Linked DNA regions of Ovis aries: region 2 is linked to region 1. Evidence: chromatin contacts called from public Hi-C data. All regions are on one chromosome and are shown on one strand. The core of a region is the stretch at or near the end of the contact, and the rest is flanking DNA. Distances in the headings are between cores, read along the strand shown.

The links. Hi-C and Micro-C count contacts between places; a contact is called where the count stands out from the background.
Region 2: a Hi-C map of skin fibroblasts shows a contact between it and region 1, with 5 times the contacts expected there. The contact joins the promoter of LIAS here to the promoter of PDS5A in region 1. A contact is called at or near these places in 2 of 16 Hi-C or Micro-C datasets (skin fibroblasts and tail adipose tissue).

Annotation. Positions count from the first base shown.
Region 1 is chr6:59,740,778-59,745,279 of ARS-UI_Ramb_v3.0, forward strand. It overlaps PDS5A (PDS5 cohesin associated factor A), which reads right to left and starts at 1,939. Exons shown (of 33, transcript XM_015096447.3): 1 at 1,745-1,939; 2 at 712-889. The coding sequence starts at 849. It overlaps LOC101110238 (ATP-dependent RNA helicase DHX29-like), which reads left to right and starts at 1,170. Exons shown (of 6, transcript XM_042251084.2): 1 at 1,170-1,202; 2 at 1,329-1,937; 3 at 1,981-2,356. The coding sequence starts at 1,170.
Region 2 is chr6:59,297,668-59,302,573 of ARS-UI_Ramb_v3.0, forward strand. LIAS (lipoic acid synthetase) reads left to right here and starts at 1,703. Exons shown (of 10, transcript XM_042251319.1): 1 at 1,703-1,882; 2 at 3,110-3,282. The coding sequence starts at 1,718. It overlaps RPL9 (ribosomal protein L9), which reads right to left and starts at 1,735. Exons shown (of 8, transcript XM_004009774.5): 1 at 1,708-1,735; 2 at 1,231-1,292; 3 at 1,026-1,141; 4 at 326-421. The coding sequence starts at 1,276.

The sequences.
Region 1 (4,502 bases), core at 689-3,188:
ATCTATAACCATGTAACAGAAAACAAAAAATTAACTTACCTAAAGGCTGAAACTTACAACCTTCACACTAGGACCACCATGTTTAAAAATAAGCTGACGCCTTATAAAATAAGCCATAATCACTGTCCCTTAAAACCCCTTTGAACATGTGGACATAAGCCATCACTCTACTTCAAGCCTTTTTGAAAAGTCAGTACTTTCTGTTAAAGTTTAATCATACTACTTACATATTTAAGTTTTTGGATATTAGAAAGTTGTGATAATTTTTAAAATGCATTTTGCACTTAAATCAGTCTCCTAGAAGCTGATGAAAATCTTCCTAGGCAAATTATTGCCTACCTTTAAATCTGCAAGCTACTTTGAATAGTATTCTCAAAAATATTTCTAGACAAAAAAAACCTTAAAAATATTCGAATTTTTATACTTAGAGGAAAAAAAAAAACAGTAAAATTAAAAAATATCACATAGATACCCTTTTAATTTCCCATAATGATTATGGCCTTAACAGAGATTACTAGTCAAAGATACAGCCAAGACAGAACAATACCTTTCAGAGGGGGTAAAAGAAAAGACATAAAATATCTTTAAAAAAAAAACAACACCTGGTAGGTGAAACTTAAGGCCAGGCCTAGCAGAGCAGTAATACCACAGGAGAGAGCACCTCCTACCACAAACGTCTGAAGTGAGAATATTCTGTCCAGAGAAACTTACCTTCAGTCGTTTGATCATTTCGTCCGTGGTGATCTTGTCGGTGATCTCCTTTACCCCCGGAGGGTAAGCGATCTTCCCGTCGGCACTCACGACGCCACAGAGGGCAGTGGCAGGCTTGGGCTGCGCGGTGAAGTCCATCCTGGGGGACAACTTTTCTTTCACAGTCCTCTACCGGCCTCTATCGGTCAGAAAACAAAAGTTCAGCGGGAAAGGGGCGACTTTGTAACCTCTTTTTTCATTTCAAAAATCCTAATCTGCAAAGGGTCCTTTCTCCAGGGAGGCCCGGGGCTCGGCGGCGGCCCCCCTACCCACTCGTTCCCGGGGCTTGGATCCTGGTGGCCGCCTCGCCGCCCCCACCCACGCGGGCCCCGCCAACCTCGGGCCCTCGGGGCTCCCCGGCACCGGCGGCCGCGGGAAGCGCCGAGCAGAGCCAGGAGTTTCCCATTCCTCCTTTCACAATGAAATCCCACCCCCAAGCACCGAGGTCCGAAGTTTGGAGGCTTTGAGAGCCCAGCGAGCCCCCTAAGGCCCCGGTTCGGTCAGAGAGAAGCCTCGAATCCCCACCCGGCCGGTCCCCTCCGGGAAAGGAGACGCGAGGCCTATAGGGCTCGGCTTAGGCCGCAAAACTAGGGACCCAACGGGACCTACACGCAGCGGCGGCTCCTGGGAACCTACGCCCTTGCCGGGCAAAGCTTCGGGACCCCAGGTGGCCCCGCCACGCTCCCGCCCCTCCCGTGTCCCGGTCCCTCACCCCGCGGGAGGGGAAAACAAGCTGCCCTCCACCCCGAACCCCAAGCCAGGAAGCGGCTGACGCGGCTCCGCACTTCACATTTTGTTCCTTCAACTTCGGCTCAGGGACCGCGAAGGCTTCTCTCGCCCCCGGCCACTCGGCGCAGTCCGGTGCCGCCGAGGCCTTATCGGCACCTCCAGGCAGCCCCGCCGGGCCTCAGTCCTGCGCCCCCCCTCTCCGGTCTCCCCTTCCGTCCCCTCCCTCCCCAGCCGAGGGCGGGAGCCGAGCCGCCGCCGCCTTTACCTCCTCCTCATGCGGGCGGAAGGTGCATCGAGCGCCCGGGCCTCTGTCAGGTGGTTGCGGAGCCGCCGCCCCTCTCCGGGCTGCACACAAAGCGGCTCCGCGGGTCCCGCCGCCGCCGCCGCCCGCCCCGGAGCGGCGCTGGGGCTGGCGGTGCCGAGGAGGAGCAGTCGCCGCGGGGGGAGACGCGGGGCGAGTGAGAGCTGGGCGGGGAGACACTGCCGCTCTCCGTCTGGCAGAGGAAAAGCAGCCTCGGAGAAGCCTCCTCCGGGAGCGTGTGCGCGTGTGTCCGCCCCGGACCCCGGCTGCCCGCCCGCCAGCACCTCGCGCCGGCCGGGTCCGCCGACCCGGACCCGGACGCCCCTAGCAGCGGCGCGCGCGCGGCCGTCCGTACTCCCGGCAGCCGGCGCCTCTCGCACACACCGACGGGTCACGCGAGCGGTGCGAGAGCACGCGAGAGCAGGGAGCGCGCCTCGCTCCCGCCCCTTCCTCCGCCGGCCTTGCCTCCGCCTCCCTCGGGCCTCAAGCGGCGGCGCGCGGGGCAAACAGCGCCGCCACCCGGTTGGCGCCAACACCTGCCGCACCGAGCGCCTTCGAGAGGACCGGACCCAAAAGGCGAGCAGAGGAGGAGCCTGGCTGGCGGGAAGCGACCCGGCGCCCACGGCCTTTTGGGGCCAAGTTGGATGAACGGAGTTTATTACCGTTTGCCGCGGAGTTGAGTTCTTGACTTTTGGGATTCATCCTAAACGACGTGGATGGAAATGGTTGAAAAATGGTTAATTACTCGGTGATAATGAACCTCCCTAGGGACAGAAGATCTGCAACCTGAGGAAAAGTTTTGCAACATGGCACAACGTGTGCTTCTCATTCTTGTTTCTTTTGACAGCCACCAGAGTTTGCCCTCTCCTCTTTAGATCTCTAAAATTAATATTTTGAAAACTGCAAAATATGTAAATTGCACTGAGTCGAGTAGTTCTCAAAGAATAGAAGAAATTTCCTGGACTGCACTCCCAATCAGGATTTCTGAGACTGGAATTCAGAAATAAGCATGTTTACAAATTGGAAAGCTAAGTCTTATGAATATGGAGTAACTCATTAAAAATTTTTTTAATATACCAAAGGATAGCTTTTTCTTTCAGCCAAAGGAAAACTCAGTGTAGTGGTGTTTGAGCAGTTTAAAATAAAAAACTGAAGCAAATGAACCTCTGGAGCACATATATAATTTCCAAAGATGAAGTTAGAAAGAGAAAATAATTTGAAATAGTCTTCAGTTCTTGAAACTGATCGCTACTGTACTTTAAAATGATATCTGATTATTTAAATTATTCTTGATGGATGTTAATTGGTCTTTTCCACATCCTTTATTTGATCTTAAAAATATTATAGGTGCTGCCCTCACTGAATTGTTTTTCAAGTAATATAAAAGGAAGCAATTATCTCAGAATCTAATACACCGCAGTTGCTGATTTGCTAGTTCAGTTCAGTTCTGTTCAGTCGCTCAGTCGTGTCCCACTCTGCGACCCCGTGAATTGCAGCACGCCAGGCCTCCCTGTCCATCACCAGCTCCCGGAGTTTACCCAAACTCATGTCCATCCAGTCGGAGATGCCATCCAGCCATCTCATCCTCTGTCGTCTCCCCTCCTCCTGCCCCCAAGTCCCTCCCAGCATCAGGGTCTTTCCCAGTGAGTCAACTCTTTGCATGAGGTGACCAAAGTATTGGAGTTTCAGTTTCAGCATTAGTCCTTCCAATGAACACCCAGGACTGATCTCCTTTAGGATGGACTAGTTGAATTTCCTTGCACTCCAAGCGACTTTCAAGAGTCTTCCCCAACACCACAGTTCAAAAGCATCAATTCTTTGGTATTCAGCTTTCTTCACAGTCCAACTCTCACATGCATACATGATCACAGGAAAAACCATAGCCTTGACTAGATGGACCTTTGTTGGCCATGTAATGTCTCTGCTTTTGAATATGCTATCTAGGTTGGTCATAACTTCCTTTCCAAGGAGTAAGTGTCTTTTAATTTCATGGCTGCAATCACCATCTGCAGTGATTTTGGAGCCCAAGAAAATAAAGTCTGATACTGTTTCCACTGTTTCCCCATCTATTTCCCATGAAGTGATGGGACCGGATACCATGATCTCAGTTTTCTGAATGTTGAGCTGTAAGCCAACTTTTTCACTCTCCTCTTTCACTTTCATCAAGAGGCTTTTAGCTCCTCTTCACTTTCTGCCATAAGGGTGGTGTCATCTGCATGTCTGAGGTTACTGATATTTATCCCGCCAATCTTGATTCCAGCTTGTGTTTCCTCCAGTCCAGCGTTTCTCATGATGTACTCTGCATAGAAGTTAAATAAGCAGGGTGACAATATACAGCCTTGATGTACTCCTTTTCCTATTTGGAACCAGTCTGTTGTTCCATGTCTAGTTCTAACTGTTGCTTCCTGACCTGCATACATGTTTCTCAAGAGGAAGGTCAGAGGGTCTGCTATTCCCATCTCTCTCAGAATGTTCCATAGTTTGTTGTGATCCACACAGTCAAAGGCTTGACATACTAAGCTCTACATAATTTTTTAATATATGTAAATGAAAGAGTAACTTTAGCTGCTAGGCTGAAAATAATGAGATGCAAATGTAGAAGTAAGATAACCAAGTACAAGACCACTGCAAAAATTCCAAGGAGAGATGCTAGGACTAGGTAATAACAGTGGATGTGATGAAAAAAAAGAAAAAGAAAGGAGTTAAGAAAATAAGGTGACTC
Region 2 (4,906 bases), core at 453-2,952, 440 kb before region 1:
GCCACTTTTCTATAAGCATGCACCTTGAAAATGAGACTTAATTTGTGTAGGAAAAAAAAAAAAAAATCAGCAGACTATCAAAGACTACCTGGTCTTTACACACACATACACACACACACACATATGTATCACTTAATCCCAAGACCCAGGAATGCCTATTGGACACATCTGCCAACATTACCTCTTCCCAAGCACTAGAGCTCAAGTACGCCACTAAATTTCATGCATAATCTATTCTCTGCAGCAAACATATATGTTGCATACATGAAGTACAGCTGAGAAACCTCCCCCTTCCAAGACAAAGTAGTCTGAGGAATCTGCTTACCAGTGTAACACCCTTGATCATGTTCTGTACGTGACTACAGATTGTGCGAACAGTGGCCAGTTCCTTTCTGTTTCCCCACCATTTGTCAACACGGAGCTGTAACAGAACAAAAAAACTTTAGAAAACTCTTTCCAGAAATAAGTAGGCTTAGAAAGAAGTCCATTTATTCACAGCAATCACTGTAAATTGTAGTACCTGCCCTAATTAAAAAGTATGACTTGCCAAAAAACAAACAAACAAACAAACAAACAAACCACACCACCTCAAAGTATTTTTATTACTATGCATTATAGGTACACTATTTCACAAAGGAACGACAACCCAGAAACAAAAGTATGGTACAAGCTGCATTAAACGTCAATCCTGGAAAATTATCAGGTTTAAGACCCACTGCTGCGTCCCTAAGATTTTTACAAAACAATCAGGGGAAAAAAAAAACAAACTTGTAACAGTATTACGAATCATTACTACCCCGCTGCACCCTGGTCTGGAAGTTTTTCTAATCTACTTTGTTCAGAATTTGATCTTCCAATTTTGTTAAAGCAACAACAACACTGAAACTAGCTATAATTCTAGACGCCCAATTTGAAGCTAAAACACAGAATCTCAATTTCGTAATTTGAAAAGCAACCCATCTTGTTACTCTTAAATCACAACCTTCCAAACAAGCAACTGTGTCCAAAACGAACAAAAAACTCACCCTCTTCTTTTTCTTTCCAAGGAGACTGAGTTCTACATTGATGTGATTGAAGTCCCTCCGCAGGGTGCCTCTGGGGCCCTTCACAATAACTGTCCGTCCCTTCAAGTTAATGTCGACTAGGAGAGAACGTACTCGTGAGGCCTCGGAACAAGGTATAGAGCATGTAGTAAAGACGTAAGAAAAACGCAAACACCAAGTCTCGTACCATTTTCTGGGATGTCGACAGTCTGATTGCTGAGAATGGTCTTCATTCTGAAACACAAGCACCTAGGGTAAGAAGAAGGCCGCTAATGACCAAGCTCCACCGGACGGAGCTCCACCCTACCGGAGACCGCCCCGGCAAGACTACGGGAGGACCCGAACCGAGAGCGGTCCCCGCTGCGCCCTGTTTGGAAGGAGCAGCTCGCAGGCGCATGTTGTAAGCCCAGCTGGCGAACTCTCCGCTCAGCGCACCCCCGGGTGTCCTGTCAAGCCGGCGCCATCCCGGCAAGGCTGAGGAGCTGGGGTAGGCCTGAAAGCCCAGTACAGGGCTCGATTTCCAGCGCAACCAAATTCATACGGCGGTCACTGTGTGGGGAGACAACCACGATAGAGTTCCCGAGGGCCACAACCGCGCCGCTGGCCTTCCCAGGGCCGATGGCTTCAGATTCCCAAACCCCACCGATTACAGAAACCACCTCACCTCGCAGTAGATGCGGCAAAGAGAGAGCGTCTTTCGTCATCACGCTCTTATAGTCCGTATAGGTCTGCGTGTGGGGTCATCAGTGCGCGACGCCGCTAGACTAAAGCAGCCAATCGCGGAGCTGCGCGAGTTCCACAGGTTCAGGGTGGTTCATCTTGTCATAAATCTGGCGACGGTTTGTCCTTTTCTCTTTTCCCTGGAATTACTGATTATTCGTCCTTCCTAGGAAAGAAAGAGCGAGATGTCTCTACGCTGCGGGGGCGCGGTCCGCACCGTGGGCCCCCGGGTGAGCGGCTGGGGGAGCAGGGTGCGGGCGTAGGGTAGAGGGCTCCCATCCCTTTAGAGCGCCCAATAATGCCAGCATTTACTGAATGTTTACTTCTAGCCAGGTTTTCTTCTAAACCTTTTTCGTGTGGTATCTCGTCTAATTCTTCAGACACCCCAAGGAAGTTAAGTCTCTGGTAGTGATTTGTTTGTAGGTATCTCTGGCTGACGCTGAGAGGTCTTTTTTTTTTTTTTTCTTGCATGTCAGTGATTTGTACTAGACACCGGTTTGGGCAATTAGAGCCCAAATCTGTGTTGTAAGCTTGAGCGGGAGACCTGGGCGAGAACAGTAGCAATTGTGCAGCATCTTAATAGGCACACTTTTTTTTTTTTTTTAACTCTTTGAGTTTTATAGTGTTTTGGCTGTCTTGTCCATGTGTGTGTTCAAATCCATAAGCTGACGGCTTCTTTTGGTCAACAAATATGTGTTGAGTGACTTCCTTGATCAAACACAATATAACGTAGAAAATTGGAATAGTAAGTTTGGTTTCCCTACTTAAAGTTCTCTGAAATCAGCAGAGTTAAACCTTAAACCTCTAAGTTTTAACACATGTGTTTATCCAAAGCCCAAGGCAGAGATAATTTACTTCAGATTTTATTTAAACGTCCTTGACTCGTCAGGAATAGAAAATTCAAATCTGTAGCATCTTCTCCTATTATTGCAGTTTAAACTTGAATGACTGACTTTTAGTCCTGATACGGATAAAGTGTGGCATGTTTTGTTAGCCAGTTCCAGAAGTTTCCAAATCTATTTTAAATCTAGACAGAAGTAGTTAATTCCTATTCTTCTTTAGGTTTGTTTTGTTCCCTTTGGGTCCTCCTTAACCTTATTCAACACAGAGCTTGTAAACAGTTTAACATCATATCTGAATCAGTTCTCTGGCTTACTCTTCCTTTTAGCTATTTAAATAGGTTAAAACTAAGTTATTACTAACTCTTCTAAATAAATTTTTGCCTGGGAAATCCCATGGACAGAGGAGCCTGGTGGACTATAGTCCATGGGGTTGCAAAAGAGTCAGACACGACTTAGTGACTAAACAGAAAACTAAATAAATGTCATAATGAACCCTTTGTTTAGGTATTTGGAAGATATTTATGCAGCCCTGTCAGAGAAGTAAGTTCCCTGCCAGATGAAAAAAAGGAATTTTTACAGAGTGGACCAGACCTTCAAGAATTTATATCTGGTGATCTGGCTGACAAGAGTACCTGGGATGAATATAAAGGAAATTTAAAACGCCAGAAAGGAGAAAGGTAATTGAAAATTTGGGGTAATTTTAACATCCCATTTCTTCATAGTGCATCATTTTCAGATATAACCAAACCCTGAAATACATTTTTAATCAGCTTGTTAAATTTAGCTAAAAATCATTAGAAACAACTGATAACTAACATAGAAAAGGCAAATAGGTGAAATTTTCTTTTCTGTCTGTCCTCTGAGGGCCTTGCTAGGACTTAGCCATCCTACACCACCATCTCCCTTTGTCCATCCAGCAACAAGTGTCTTTAGAGAGCAAAGATTGTCACCTTGATATTAGTCTGTTACACTTCGATAAGGTTTTCATTGTTACTGGGTGCTGATGATCTAACTTGTTTCTCCTAGCACGGATAGCATGCCTTAGTTTAAAAGAATTGTAAGAGAATTTGGTGCAGAGCACAAATTGTTTGGGGAGATACTTTACCCAGCAACTTCTAGACTACAAGTGGGTGGAAGACAAGGGAAACCTGAGGATATGTAGCCTTTACTCCAAATTTTGCATTTTTTTCCATTTAACACCTATCAAAATCAAAGAACAGAAAGTTCACCTGTGGGGTCTCTTCTTAATCTGAACAAATACAGAACTTTTTGTAAGTATTATTCATTAGGGAATGAGATGTTTCAAAAGCTCCTTTTTTTTTTTAAAGATGGTATTACTCTGTGCCTTTGCAAAACAAAGACATGAGCAAAGTGCCCTGATAGACACAGTTATGCGTGTTTTCTAAAGTGGTTTGAGCAAATCTAAGTTGATACCAAGGGAACATTTCATGCAAAGATGAGCTTGATAAAGGACAGAAATGGTATGGACCTAACAGAAGCAGAAGATATTAAGAAGAGATGGCAAGAATACACAGAAAGACTGTATAAAAAAGATCTTCAAAACCCGGATAATCACGATGGTGTGATCACTCATCTAGAGCCAGACATCTTGGAATGTGAAGTCAAGTGGGCCTTAGAAAGCATCACTACAAACAAAGCTAGTGGAGGTGATGGAATTCCAGTTGAGCTATTTCAAATCCTGAAAGATGATGCTGTGAAAGTGCTGCACTCAATATGCCAACAAATTTGGAAAACTCAGCAGTGGCCACAGGACTGGAAAAGGTCGGTTTTCATTCCAGTCCCAAAGAAAGGCAATGCCAAAGAATGCTCAAACTACCGCACAATTGCACTCATCTCACATGCTAGTAAAGTAATGCTCAAAATTCTCCAAGCCAGGCTTCAGTAATACGTGAACCGTGAACTTCCTGATGTTCAAGCTGGTTTTAGGAAAGGCAGAGGAACCAGAGATCAAATTGCCAACATCCGCTGGATCATGGAAAAAGCAAGAGAGTTCCAGAAAACATCTATTTCTGCTTTATTGACTATGCCAAAGCCTTTGACTGTGTGGAACACAATAAACTGTGGAAAAATCTGAAAGAGATGGGAATACCAGACCACCTGACCTGCCTCTTGAGAAATCTGTATGCAGGCCAGGAAGCAACAGTTAGAACTGGACATGGAACAACAGACTGGTTCCAAATAGGAAAAGGAGTACGTCAAGGCTGTATATTGTCACCTTGCTTATTTAACTTCGATGCAGAGTACATCATGAGAAACGCTGGACTGGAAGAAGCACAAGCT